Regions from separate parts of the Sus scrofa genome. Here region 2 is linked to region 1. A link is a contact called in public HiChIP or PLAC-seq data. All regions are on one chromosome and are shown on one strand. Each heading gives the region's core, a stretch centred on a gene start, on an enhancer-like site or on the middle of the called end of the contact. The rest is flanking DNA. Distances are from core to core; before and after follow the strand shown. Region 1 holds the start of HERC6 (probable E3 ubiquitin-protein ligase HERC6). Region 2 holds the start of PPM1K (protein phosphatase 1K, mitochondrial).

Region 1 (6,450 bases), core at 1,686-4,185:
GCCCTGAAAAGCAAAAACAAACAACAACAACAACAACAACAAGCAAAAAGAGAAATCACTAATAACAACAGCAACAACAAAAAGAGAAATCACTAATAATTCTAGCACCAGAAGACAACTCCTAATATTTTGATGCATTTCTATTTTGCCTTTTTTTATTATATTTTTAATTTTTATAAAATCTTGTCATTATACAGTTTTATATATGCAGAGCTTATATAACTGTAAGTTGCTTTTTCACGAAACATAATATCATGAACATATTTACCTTTTTTTTTTTTTTTTTGTCTTTTTGCCTTTTCTAGGGCTGCTCCCACAGCATATGCAGGTTCCCAGGCTAGTCGGATTCATTAACCACTGAGCCACCACGGGAACTCCTAAAGTTCGATTTTAAAGATACAATGACAGTCAATGTCCGCTGCTTTTCTGTTTATCACCCGTGTGTTCTCTGAGAAAGGAAAGCTTATCAGACTTGGTTATTTAATGGAAAGAAAAAACCAGGAGCTATTCCACTTACTGATCTATAATTTAGACCAGTCACCTTCACTTCCCTGAGTCTCGCTTCTTCATCTGGGAACAGATAGTTTCCTTCTTATGACCATTTACTCTGTGCTTGTGAGGACAGAGGGTGAAATAGCTGGAAGGATTTTGTAAAGTCTAAAGTAAATACTAATGTAGGCGTTCCCGTCATGGCTCAGTGGTTAACGAATTCGACTAGGAACCATGAGGTTGCGGGTTCGATCCCTGCCCTTGCTCAGTGGGTTAAGGATCTGGTGTTGCCGTGAGCTGTGGTGTAGGTCGCAGACGTGGCTTGGATGTGGCGTTGGCGTTGGTGTGGCTGTGGTGTAGGCAGGCAGTGACAGCTCCGATTAGACCCCTGGCCTGGGAACCTCCATATGCCACAGGAGTGTCAAAATGTAGAATCATTTTGGCAAAAAGACAAAATAAATAAAATAAATACTAATGTAGATAATAATTATATTTTCTTTGTTCCTTGTTATACCCCTCGTGGATATTTGGTAAATATTTTAAAAAATTAACTGCAAGCTTTACCTAATTAATTCATCTAATAGTTATTGGGTATTTACGAAGGGCCACGCGCTGTTTTGTGTAACAGACCCGTCGCTAGGATTTGGTGTGGCTGCACAGGCTGGCTGGGCCATGGTGACACAGCAGAGCGGTACGGAGTGAGAGCAGTGTCACGTCGGGGGGAGCGTGGCTTCGGAGGTCATCGTCCGTTGCCCAGAAAGCCGTCCTGGATGTTGTGGAGTCCACGAAGCACTTCACAGAGATGGGGCATTTGAGACACACATCGTTTCATAAACAGAAAAGGCGAGAAGAAAACCCTCTTCTCGGAATGATACAGAATGAACAAAGGCGTGGATTTGGAAAAAATCAAGTAGGAAAAGGCGAGCTGTTCATTGTGACAGTAAACTGTGTGTGTGTGTGTGTGTGTGTGTGTGAGAGAGAGAGAGAGACAGAGACAGAGACAGAGACAGAGAGAAAGGGAGAGAGAGAATGAATGAATGAAATTGCAGTTACCAGCGAATCACAGAGGGCCTTAAATTACACACAGAAGATTTTGCGTTTATCATTCCATACCATTAGGCCGACCACCCTGCAAAAAGTTAAGTGACACGATCAGAACTGTGTTGACAGTCCTTGTTGACAGCACTTCCTGAAATCAGCCGTGCCGACAGGCGTCTCCGTTATGTGACCGTCAGAAGAGGCTAAGGAACACCCCCCAAAAGCTCAGGGGCTTATAAGAACAAAGATTTCTCTCTCATTTATAGTACATCGATTAGCTGCAACCCTGTTGAAGCTTGTTTGTTTTTTTTTTGTTTTGACCTGGGACCCAGAATGATGGAACAATCTCTATCTAGAAAATCACCAATTATTGTCATGGAGGAAAAAAGAGAGTAGGGAAAATAAGAACTGGCCCTTTTGAAAATGATTTTTATTTTTTCCACCATAGTCGACTTACAGTGTCTGCCAAGTACTGGCTCTTAAATGGTCTGCCTGGAAGACATTTCCTGCTTGCATGCCATTGGCCAGAGCAAATTCACATGCTCCAACTTGACGCCACAGGGTGGAGAGGACAGCAAATATTTTTGAATAATAACAATACAATCTACCAGTAAATTTCCCTTTTGCTTAGGCGAACTTAGGTCATGTTTTCCGTCACTCGCAACCCACAGAACCTTAACTGAGAAAACCCCTTGAAAGAATCAAATTAGATATTTTATATAAATTAGTCAACCCATGGTAAACATGATTATAGATGGGAGCTACGGTTTCCAAGTGCGTGAACACAGTCAACTGAGAATTCTACTTTTTCTAGAATTTTCTCTATTTCTTTATTCACTATCTCGCTGACATTTGAGTTCTTTTACTGTGGCACACACTGTACTTAGTACTGGGGACAGAAACTGCACATTACATTTACAGTTTTGTTCTCCAGGTGATTTTTTAAAATAAATTTATTTATTTATTTACTTACTTATTTATTTATTGCTCTTTAGGGCTGCACCTGCGGCATAGGGAGGTTCCCAGGCTAGGGGTCGAATCAGAGCTGTAGCCACCGGCCTGTGCCACAGCCACAGCCGCAGCCACGCCAGATCTGAGCAGTGTCTGTGACCTACACCGCAATTCACGGCCACACCGGATCCTTAACCCACTGAGTGGGGCCAGGGATTGAACCTGCGTCCTCATGGATGCTAGTCTGTTCGCTAACTGCTGAGCCATGACGGCAACTCCCAGAGTAATTCTTTTAAAGTTAAAGATCATATCACTTCTCTGCTCAAAAGTCTCCAAATGCTCCACTTCACCCTTCATCCCAGATATGAACATGACTCATTTCACTCATTTCCTTTCCCAGGCCCTTGGCTCTCTGCTCAAATGTCACTTCATCAGAGAGCCCTTCCCTGATATCTTATCAAAAACGCTAATTCTTTCTGTCCCTATCCTCTGTTCCTTTACTGTTTTATTTTTCTTCATGTGGCCACTTGACATTTTACTGTTTATTTGCATGTAAACAGGAGAATGAATACAAGCATCACGAGGATTTTGCACTTTCAGTGCCAAAAACAGTCTAGAAGAGGCATGCTGATGCTTTTACTAAGTACTCTAGGCATTATTCCAACACAATATTATCTATTAAATTATGTTAGATTTGCTGTATTACTGTCCACATTTCATTGGCATGGTAGCGGAGGCACAGAATCGTTAAGTATCTTGCTCAGAGTCGCACAGCTTGTAAACGGCTTAGCTAGGATGCAAATCCAGACGCTTTTCTTTTGGGGTCCCTCTGCTCCTTAGCACTTGCCGGCTTACGTTTGATTCCGAAAGCGGTTCGTGGGGAGGCGTCGGGATGACGAGTGCCGGGGCAGTGCTGGGGACAGAGGGCGGGGAGCGAGCTGGACCCCAGCGCGCTTTCAGCAAGGGCGCGGTTCACTTAGCCTGGTGTTTTCCGGAAAGTCAGCGCACATCCGTCTGACTTGCTGGCCGAGCGGGCAGGAGCGCAAGGACTCGGGCAGGCGGCTGTGTGCGGGAGCGCGATGTATTTCTGCTGGAGCGGGGACCGCCCCAGGTCGCAGAACCCGGGGCCGGCGGGCCCGGGAGGCGACGCGCTGCTGCAGGCGGCCAGCGGGGAGCGGCACTCTCTGCTGCTGCTGAGCAACGGCGCGGTCCAGTCGTGCGGGGACAACAGCCACGGCCAGCTGGGCCGGAAGGGCGTGCAGCGCGGGGAGCGACCAGGTGAGCGCCGGGACGCAGGTGCGGGGCGCGGGGTCAGGCAGGTGGCGGGGCTGGGAGCCTTGGGTCCGCCTGGCCATAGGAGCCGGGAGAACGGTGCTCCGCGCAGCCAGAGCGCAACTCACCAGTTTCGTTTTCCCGAGGAGCCTCGGGTTTGTTTCGGTTTCTAGTAGTTTTATTTTCAAAAGGAAACTGAAAGCCAAACTAAATTGGACTGCCTGCCTCTGAGCAAAGTTGCCTTTCGAGACCAGTCCTTACCTGCGCGAATCTATCTGAACAGAGTAACTTTCCAAACGTGCTTTGTGCTTTGGGCACCTGTAACTCCCTCAGAATTACTGTAGGGCCTCTTTTTTCCCTAAAATTAATGTACCTAATAGTAGTTAACATATGTATTATGTAAATATATGTGGTAGCGATTTTACTATCATTGTAGAAAAATAGGGAAAGAAATCGCTAATCATTGCAGTTCCCGTCCCGGCTCAGTGGTTACAACCCCCCCACTAGGATCCAAGAGGATGCAGGTTCCATCACTTAGTGGACTAAGCATCTGGAGTTGCCAGTGATGTGTGGTGTAGGCTGCAGACGCTGCTGGGATCCTGCATTGCTGTGGCTGTGGTGTAGGCTGGCAGTTGCAGCTCTGATTCAACCCCTAGCCTGGGAACTTCCATATGCAGAAGGTGCGGCCCTGAAAAGCAAAAACAAACAAACAACAACAACAAACAAAAAGAGAAATCACTAACAACAACAACAAAAAGAGAAATCACTAATAATTCTAACACCAGAAGACAACTCCTAATATTTTGATGCATTTCTATTTTGCCCTTTTTTATTATATTTTTGATTTTTATAAAATCTTGTCATTATACAGTTTTATATATGCAGAGCTTATATAACTGTAAGTTGCTTTTTCACGAAACATAATATCATGAACATATTTACCTTTTTTTTTTTTTTTTTGGTCTTTTTGCCCTTTCTAGGGCCGTTCTCTTGGCATATGGAGGTTCCCAGGCTAGGGGTCTAATTGGAGCTGTAGCCGCCGGCTTACGCCACAGCCACAGCAACACAGGATCTGAGCCACATCTGCAGTCTATACCACAGCTCACGGCAACACTGGATCCTTAACCTACTGAGCAAGGCCAGGGATCAAACCCGCAACCTCATGGTTCCTAGTCGGATTCGCTAACCACTGAGCCATAATGGGAACTCCCATGTTTACCTTTTATTATGAATTTTTTGAAAATAAAATTTAAGTTGTCACCTAACATTCTAGGCTCTGAGAGTACAATTTAATCATTCCCCTTTCATGGAAATTAGGTTTTTTTCTCATTAGGGACTTTTATAAATAATGTTAAGATTGACATTCTAAGTAAATATTTGACCAACTTTCTGATTACTTACTTGGAATAAATTCCAAGGGATGTGTCGGAGAGGAAAAACTTTTTCTCTACCCTCTTAATTCTTGTCATGAGGGTTAGTGAACTAAACTGACAAAGACAGATAAACTAGAAAAAAACCCACAACAATTTTATCAATATTTTATGTGCACAGGAGTTGACAGAAAAGAAGTGAAACGCAAGAAGTGGTTAGACTTAGGAGTTTATATGCCATTTAACAGCGAACAAGGGGCTTAGGTTTTGAGGGGTGATCTGTTTTGGGAAATGACTGAAATATATAGGGGATATTAATGGGTGGTAGCTGTTATTTTCACTGAGGTCTGTTTATGCATTCATCTCAGTGCCAGCTCTGGTGACTCTGCTCTTTCTGGTGGGAAAGTGATGGGGGGTGGGGAGCGGCACACCTTCACAAATCTATGCTCTATGTTGCGAAGAGGAAGGCAGAGAACTCTTCCTGCATCTGGTGATTCTCAGTTGCCTCCAGCTGAGAATAATCCTTATGCCAAAGTGGCACATTTTCGGGTGGCACATCCCGAACCCCTTCAGGTGGAAACAAGGGACAACATGATATTTAAAGCCAAATTATTCTCTGGGAAGGAGGCACCAGTTTCTACCTCCATCAGTGTACGAATCTTTAGGAATTTTTATTATTGTTGCATAGTTGGAAAAATAAATCATTGAAAAGGAAAGATCACAAGATTAAAAAAAAAAAAACAAAAAAAACACCAAACCTTAAGTATTAACAAGAACTTTCCTGGTAATGAAGTACCTAACTCTCTAACAATTCAGAGATGCACCCTTGGGGGAGAACAGTTTGTCTTGTAGGGAAATGTGATCAGGTTTTCAACTGTGGGTCCTTTTGGCCCATCGGAGCCAAATTACCGCAGGCTTCATTGTGAGAGCATGTAGCATCTGCCTCTCACAGGAAGGCAAGGCTTCCTGCCCTTTCCTTCCTGAGCAAAGACTTCATCTGTTCTCACTCTTGAGGGCTGGGAAGAGCAGTGGAATAGAGGTGATCCCTGCTAGCGCGCAGGAGAGAAGAAAAGGCAGTCGTCTGGAGCAGTGAGGTCCCCCGGGCCAGTTTCATTGACCGGGGCATGGCTGGGAGCACCGAGAAAGGAGAACTCAGGCCCCCCGCCGTTTAGGGAGAGTGAAGTTCTACAGGGCGGAAGTGGTGTGTGGAGTCACATCGTCATGGGATGGTGGTTGGGGTCTGGTCCAGGCAGGAGGTTTCATCTTTAGCTGGCCAAAATTTAAACAGACAGAAATGTCCCACGGTGTTCTCAGGTGGTGACAAGTGCAG
Region 2 (7,060 bases), core at 2,837-5,336, 83 kb before region 1:
AAGCAGAATGGTCACAGGGAAACATTTACTTTAAGGCATACTTTAAGGCTATTGGCATAGGTAGGTAACCCAGTTAGACAGATAGCTTAGGTCAGCATCATTTATGCAAGCAGGGGAGTGTCTAAAAATGTGGTTCCATCTCCTCTGTCAAATGCAATGTCACTAAATCATACTAATTTCCATATTCCCCAGGAAAACAATTCGAAGACGACCTGTGTTCCCAAGCTAAATAACAACTTTGAATTAAAACCTGCGCATCAAGAAAAGTTTCCTTCAGAGCTTCAAACTATGAATCAGCCACCATAGGCCCCCAGCTTTCCAGATGCCCATGGAAATAACTAGGCACTGACTAGCAGGTCAAAATTATACTGCGGGAGAAAAAACAAAAGCCTTCAAAGAAAAATGAAAGAAAGGAAGAAAGAAAGAAGAGTGTTCTTTGTAACAAATAGAGAACAAACTAAAAAACACTTAAGAAATATTACATGTCAGTTCAGCAATTAAAAATTGGCACCCATTTTTGCCATCCTGCAAATCAAAAAAAACCAAGAAAAAAAAACGTTATTCAGGAACCCTGTGTATCAATCTCTCAATCAGATACCGAGACTGGTTTATTTTCATTTTTCACATATTTATCCAATTTTTCAAAGTAATCCCAAAGGGTCAAAGGTGGAAGTAATTCTGCTTGAAAACCATTTGGAGACACACAAATGTCAGAGCAAAAGTTAAATAAACAAAGAGCCCAAGAACACATTATGCTTCACAACACATTCTACTAGGAAAAATAAAATTTTAAAACTAAACTAAGCAAGAAAATAAATAACTTTATTGGAATCCTAGCTACCTAGCAGATTATTTACATAAGCAACCTAGGAGTTCCCGCTGTGGAGAAATGGGATGGTGGCGACTTGGAAGAGCTGGGTTGCAGGTTTGATTGGCGATCCCTCGTTGCCACAGCTGTGGCTTAGGTTGTGACTGTGGCTCAGAACTGATCCCTGGCCCCAGGACTCCATATGCCTTGGGACAGCCAAAAAAAAAAAGGAAAAAAAAAAAAAAATGGTAGTACACTGGCGGTCATATTCCATAGGGAAAAAAATTGACAATCTGTCACCTTGCCCAAACCGTTTTCCAAAATGTGTGGCTCAGAATTGACTTTACTCACATGATTTTTTTTTTTTAATTTTTTTGGCTTTTTGCCTTTTCTTGAGCCACTCCTGTGGCATATGGAGGTTCCCAGGCTAGGGGTCCAATCAGAGCTATAGCCACCAGCCCACGCCACAGTGACAGCAACGCAGGATCGGAGCCGAGTCTTCGACCTACACCACAGCTCATGGCAACACCGGATCCTTAACCCACTGAGCAAGGCCAGGGATCGAACCCGCAACCTCATGGTTCCCAGTCGGATTCATTAATCACTGCACCACGATGGGAAATCCACATGATTTTTTTTTTAAATGTGTGAGTGCCTATATGCTACATACTCTCAATATATACATGCCGAAAATACTTTCCTTTGTCATCATTTTAACATCCATCTGTCTGACCAGGCCTGCATCTTCCTCTTCCTCAGTGCTTTGGTTAATGATACGCTAAAGTTCTGACACAGAATGAGGACTACTGAACAAAGCTGACCCCTGATTGGCTGACCCCTGATTGAAATAATGACCAACATGGGATTCTCAGCAAAGAGGGTTAAATGCAATACGTTGTGAGTCTACGTAAGCGCACTGGTGAAAAGCCACATTCTGAGAGTAGGAACTCTCAGGTGAAGAGCATTGGGAAGGGAAAAAAATACGTTTGGTTTGTAGCAAACTTTGAGGTATACCCTTGATGTAAAAATAAAATTGGGGGAGGGAGTCGTGCAGAAAAGCCATTTATGTATCTACAAGATATCTATGCCAACTTTATAATCCCACAATGCTTTCAACAACACAGAGCTATCCAAATGTATTTTTGGACAAGGGAGGCACTCATGGTTTCTGGCAGGAGGCACTTGGGATCTGAGTTAAACTGCCCTTGACTGTTGAAATCAGGTCAAAAGGACAGCTTACTGCCATCATGTTAAGCACATGCCAAAATTATCCAAGAGTTATGAAGACCAGTACTACTGAAAACTGCTTACATCTATCCCTTGAGCAAAGACATTTTAGGAAGTGTTCATATCTGTCCATTATAAAGTGCCACTCGGGTATCTTTACATCAGTAACTTCCACAATGAAAACACAGGCAGTTTTAATATTCTGAAAATATTTCCTAACGACACTATAAAAAAATAACAAATCCACCCCGATAAATTCAAATGCTCTGGAAATCTCCCAAATGCACTTCAGGAAACGTGGACTCCACTATCCTCTTTATTAGCAAGAGGAAGAGATATATTAGTCTACAGGAGGTGAAAAAAAAAAAAAGGATCCCAAATGAATCCCCTTAGGTTTGTTGTGGATATATATTTAGATGTGGGAATAGAGAAACGAACAGGGGAGCAGTGAAAAATATTCATTAATTCTAATTCCACAAATATCTTTTAAAACATTTCAGTAAAGGTGGATCCAACTCACAGATCACACTCCAAACCATCATTTAAGAAGAATTTTCCTGTACATTCTACACTACATCACCAGCACCTCCCTCCTCTTCTCTAAGAGTCCAGTCAAGGGAGGTGCCTACCTCGGTGGTCTGTAGAAAATGACTAAGGTGGGGAAAAAAAAAAAAAAAATCAGCGAGAACGCACTACCGAACAATTATAACCGAGATCTTTTATACGCAATGGTACATTTATTTTTCTCCTAGTCTACGACACCATAGCTGTTTTTCAAAACCATCATCATCTGTCACCTTAGTTGCTCAGTCCGAAACCACCGACAGCCTCCTTCCTCCCCCGCCCCGGAGGATGGTGCCGAGGACTGAAGGGGCCTTGCTGCACATTCCCAGTCTGAAGCCCAGAAAAGCCAGTGGAGCTTCAGAGACTCCAAATTCCTTGGCTGCTGCAACCCGGAGTCTCGTCTTTGTCACGCCCTGTGAAATCCCTACCGAAAACGGCTGCTAAAAGAGACAACAGCCACGAGGCCTTGAGATTACAGTGCTCTTCTGGCAAAGCAAACCCCACGTCCTCAGATCGACACCACCCAGGGCTCTGCATCCTTCTCTATTCTGATCCCCTGAAAAGCTCACCTTTGGACAGTTGGCGATCCTGGGCGCGGCTCCCGGGCTCAGACAGATGAGTGGCCAGGGCAACACGCGCAGGAAGCACCGCGTCCGGACCGCGCGGCACTGCAGGCGGCTGGGGTACCGCACTTTCCGCCGCGCGGTCTCGCCTGCCAACCACCCGCTCCGCGTACAGATTCCGGCTGTCGCCCCGTCGCCCTCAGCCCTGCCGCGGCAGCAGCGACGGCGCGGAGCTCGAGCCCCGCGGCATCCTCGCGTCCGGGGTTTGCTGCTGGGCGACTCTGGGCCGCGCGAAAGGGAAACACGAGCAGGCAGGTGCTGTCTTCTCGCGTCCGTCGTCCCTTCCGAGGTCTCTTCCTCCTTCCGACCCAGCCCACCACATTCGCTCCGCAGGCGCCTCCAGCCTGCGGTCAAGTTCAGGCCGAGCGCAGAGTCTGTGCAGGAAAGGCCTGCAGCCCGAGGCTCAGCCAGGGTGAGGCTGAGCCCCGCCCCGACACGCTGCTCCAGACCTCGAAAGGGAAAAAAGCGGCGCACAGAGCACCCAGACTGACAGCCGGGCTCGGACGCGTTCCTCTCCCCTCCCCGGGGAACCCTCCTCCGTTTACTCTCCATTCCGCGGATCCAGAGCGGTGGGATGCGACCCCGCCTGTAAATAATACCATAAACGGTTAACAAATAAATGAAGGACACGCTCCAGGCTCTTACCTCGTGATGGTAATGTCCCTGGGAAATTTTTAATGAGCCAGCGGACGGCTGGAGATGGGCTTTCCGTCAATACGACTGCCTTCTCCGTTGTTTCCAATCTCTGGAGCAAGCAGTTAGAACAGCCACCGACTGGCTCCTCAGCTGGAAAACCTCGAGAATTTGTCCCCGGTTTTGGGCTAGTGGGAGGGGGGGAAAGGCTGTTCCTGCTTTCTGACCGCCGCTCTGGCCAATCCGCGTTTGGCAAGGCGGGGCGCCCGCCCTCAGTCTCAACCAATCACCGGTTCCGATGGGACCGAGCCTCCCCGCGAGTGCCGTTTGACTTGGCTGCCTTTCAGCCCCTCACGGTAGAGCGACGCAGACTTGGACCAGTAGCTGCCGAGGGAAGATATCCGCCCTCCCGAAGGCGTTGGTGAGCTGGCCAATGAGAAAGCGCCCCCGCGATGGGTGGGGTCGAGACATGTGGTACCAAACCGGCGGCTCGCGGAGAGGGGGTGTGCCGCCTGAGGCAATAAGGCCCTAGTGTGACGACCAGGAAAGCAAGAACGGAATGCCAACACTATGCCAGGCAAAAAGGTTGAAAGGCCTCTGGTGCCATTGCTGTTCTTTGAAAAACTCACCGTGCGACGTTCTTCGTGACTGAACAGACATCTCGGGATCCCTCGAGAGAGTCGATTCATCATTCGACAGGTGTTTCCACGTGTGTGGAGGACCTTTTGCATACCAGGCATGCGATTTTGACCCAAGCAGACTTGATAGCTACCTTCATAAAGCTCCCAGTCTAATGAGGCGGAAGAGGGAGAAAACAAAGAGGTAAATAAGCAAATAACATAATAAATCAAAGAAGGAAGTAGACAAGGTGTAAATATAGAAAATAATAGGAGGTTGAGGTTCAATATGGAGGGTCGTTATATAAGAACGTTATAACATTTAAACAAAGAGTGGGGAGATCAGAAGCCTTGGAACCTGGAAGGTAATGATTGTCCTGGGCAGAGGAGACGGCAGAGCAAAGGTGTTTAAGTGGGACAGCTTGACATTTTGGAAAAACAGAAGGCCAGTGTGGTTGTAGTTTAAGAGGGAAGGAGAGCGCTGAGCCCAAGGACTAGAGGCTCTGTGGTCATCAGGCCTGACAGTGTAGCCAAGATTTGGAATTTGCATTACATTTTAAATTTAATGAGACTCTCAAGGCATTTTAAGAAAAGGAGTAAAAGGATGGGGTTCAGACTTTAAATCACTTTGGTTGGTAGAAGAGGTTACTGGGAGACAGGTTAGGAGATAGGATCAGAGGGGATTCAAGGTGGAAGACGACCTGGTTTACACTGGCAATACCACTGGAGATAGAGAAAAGCAGAGAGACTGGAGACTTTAAAGATAAATCACTGGCTTGTTTTGACCCATTCGGTATCCTGGTCCTGGCACAACTGTTTGGAATCCTGTTCATTGAGTACTCTATTTACAGAGTGATTCTCACCTTGACGGCCCCCAAGTTCTAGTAATGAGATTGAAGATTGTGTTGGGTTGAAATTCAGTTTTCATGGGCTTCCTGGAATTTTCTGTCTTTGAGGGCCACACTCACGGCACATGGAAGTTCCCAGGCTAGGGGTCAAATCAGAGCCACAGCTGCCCGCCTACAACACAGCCATTGCAAAGTGGGAGCCAAGCCACGTCGGCAACCTGCACCACAGATCATGGCAACGCCAGATCCTTACCCACTGATCAAGGCCAGGGATAGAACCTGTGTCCTCATGGATACTAGTCAGGTTCATTACTGCTGAGTCACAGTGGGAACTCCTGGACTTTTTTTTAACTTTATTGAATTATACACACACACACACACACACACACACACAGAGAAAAGTGCACATATCCCAAGCTGTTTATAGCTCTATGAATTTTTACAATTTGAGCACATCTCTGTATCTGCCACCTAAATCAGGAAAAAAATCATTAACAACAAAGAACCTTATAATACTGCTTTCCGGTTGTTGCCTAACCTGACTTTCAACAACATAGCTTAGTTTTGCCAAATCTTTGACTTGGTTTTTATAGAATTGTTTCAGGAAGAGGGAGGCCTTCCAGAGCCCAAGAATGAGCTCTTGTCTAACACTTGGAAATGAATTGTTCGAGGAGACACATGAGCTGACAAGGAAAAAGACTTTATTGAGAAGGGAGAGCTGCAGGGTGAGGGAACCCAGGAGAAGCGCTCTGCCAAGTGGCTCACAGTCTCAGGTTTTATGGGAATGGGTTTAGTTTCCCAGCTGTCTCTGGCCAGTCGTCTTGCTCAGTCCATACTTGGTCTGGCGCAGGGACCTTCTTGGTGGTGGGCACCTACCTCCCTCAGCCGAGACTTGGTCCAGCACCAAGGATTCTGGGAGGTTGGTTGTCTCCTCCCTCCCACTGACCCCTCCCTAAGCCTCCCTTTGGTCTTCAGCGCAATGCCGCAATGCATTATAATATAATATATATTATAATATATTATAATATATATTATAATATAATTATAATATAATTATATATATATTATATATATTATATTATATAATATATATATAAAATATAATATATATAATATAATTATAATATAATATATATAATATATATAATATAATATAATATATAATATAATATATATATAATATATTATGATATATATTATAATATAATATAATATATATAATATAGGAGTTCCTTATCAGGGCCTCCTATAGTGAGACAACTCAAGGAAGTAGCTATTACTGTGGCCTGGGCAAGGTGGGCCCTTTCAGTCAATGGTCCCCTAACAATAGCATAAAGTAAGCATTCTTTTTTCTTTTTACAGCCGCACCTGTGGCACATGTAAGTTCCTGGGCTAGGGCTCGAATCTGAGCTGCAGCTGAGGCTTACACCGCAGCCTTGGCAACACCAAATGCAAGCCTCATCTTTGACCTATGCCTTGGATTAGAGCAACGTGGCATCCTTAACCCACCGAGCAAGGCCAAGGATGGAACCCGAATCCTCACAAAGGCAACGTGGGATCTTTAATCCGCTGAATGCATTCTTTTTTTTTTTTAATTATTACTCATATGAATTTATTACATCTGTAGTTGTATAATGATCATAACTGAATGCGTTCTTTTGTTTGGCTTCTTAATGCTTGTGAGATCCTTCCATATTGTTGCAGGTAGTTGTAGATTATTCATTTTACTTCATTCTGTGA

What was found. HiChIP or PLAC-seq counts read pairs in DNA pulled down with a chosen protein or histone mark.
Region 2: an H3K27ac HiChIP or PLAC-seq map of alveolar macrophages shows a contact between it and region 1. The contact joins the promoter of PPM1K here to the promoter of HERC6 in region 1. A contact is called at or near these places in 2 of 5 promoter capture datasets (fetal skeletal muscle and liver), 3 of 47 Hi-C or Micro-C datasets (alveolar macrophages, embryonic fibroblasts and epiblast stem cells) and 2 of 2 datasets of contacts at active chromatin or transcription factors (alveolar macrophages and skeletal muscle).

Annotation. Positions count from the first base shown.
Region 1 is chr8:130,662,076-130,668,525 of Sscrofa11.1, reverse strand. HERC6 (probable E3 ubiquitin-protein ligase HERC6) reads left to right here and starts at 2,935. Exons shown (of 22, transcript XM_021100765.1): 1 at 2,935-3,756. The coding sequence starts at 3,558.
Region 2 is chr8:130,745,233-130,752,292 of Sscrofa11.1, reverse strand. It overlaps PPM1K (protein phosphatase 1K, mitochondrial), which reads right to left and starts at 4,086. Exons shown (of 7, transcript XM_021101768.1): 1 at 3,868-4,086. LOC110262191 (a long non-coding RNA gene) reads left to right here and starts at 4,216. Exons shown (of 4, transcript XR_002346875.1): 1 at 4,216-4,677.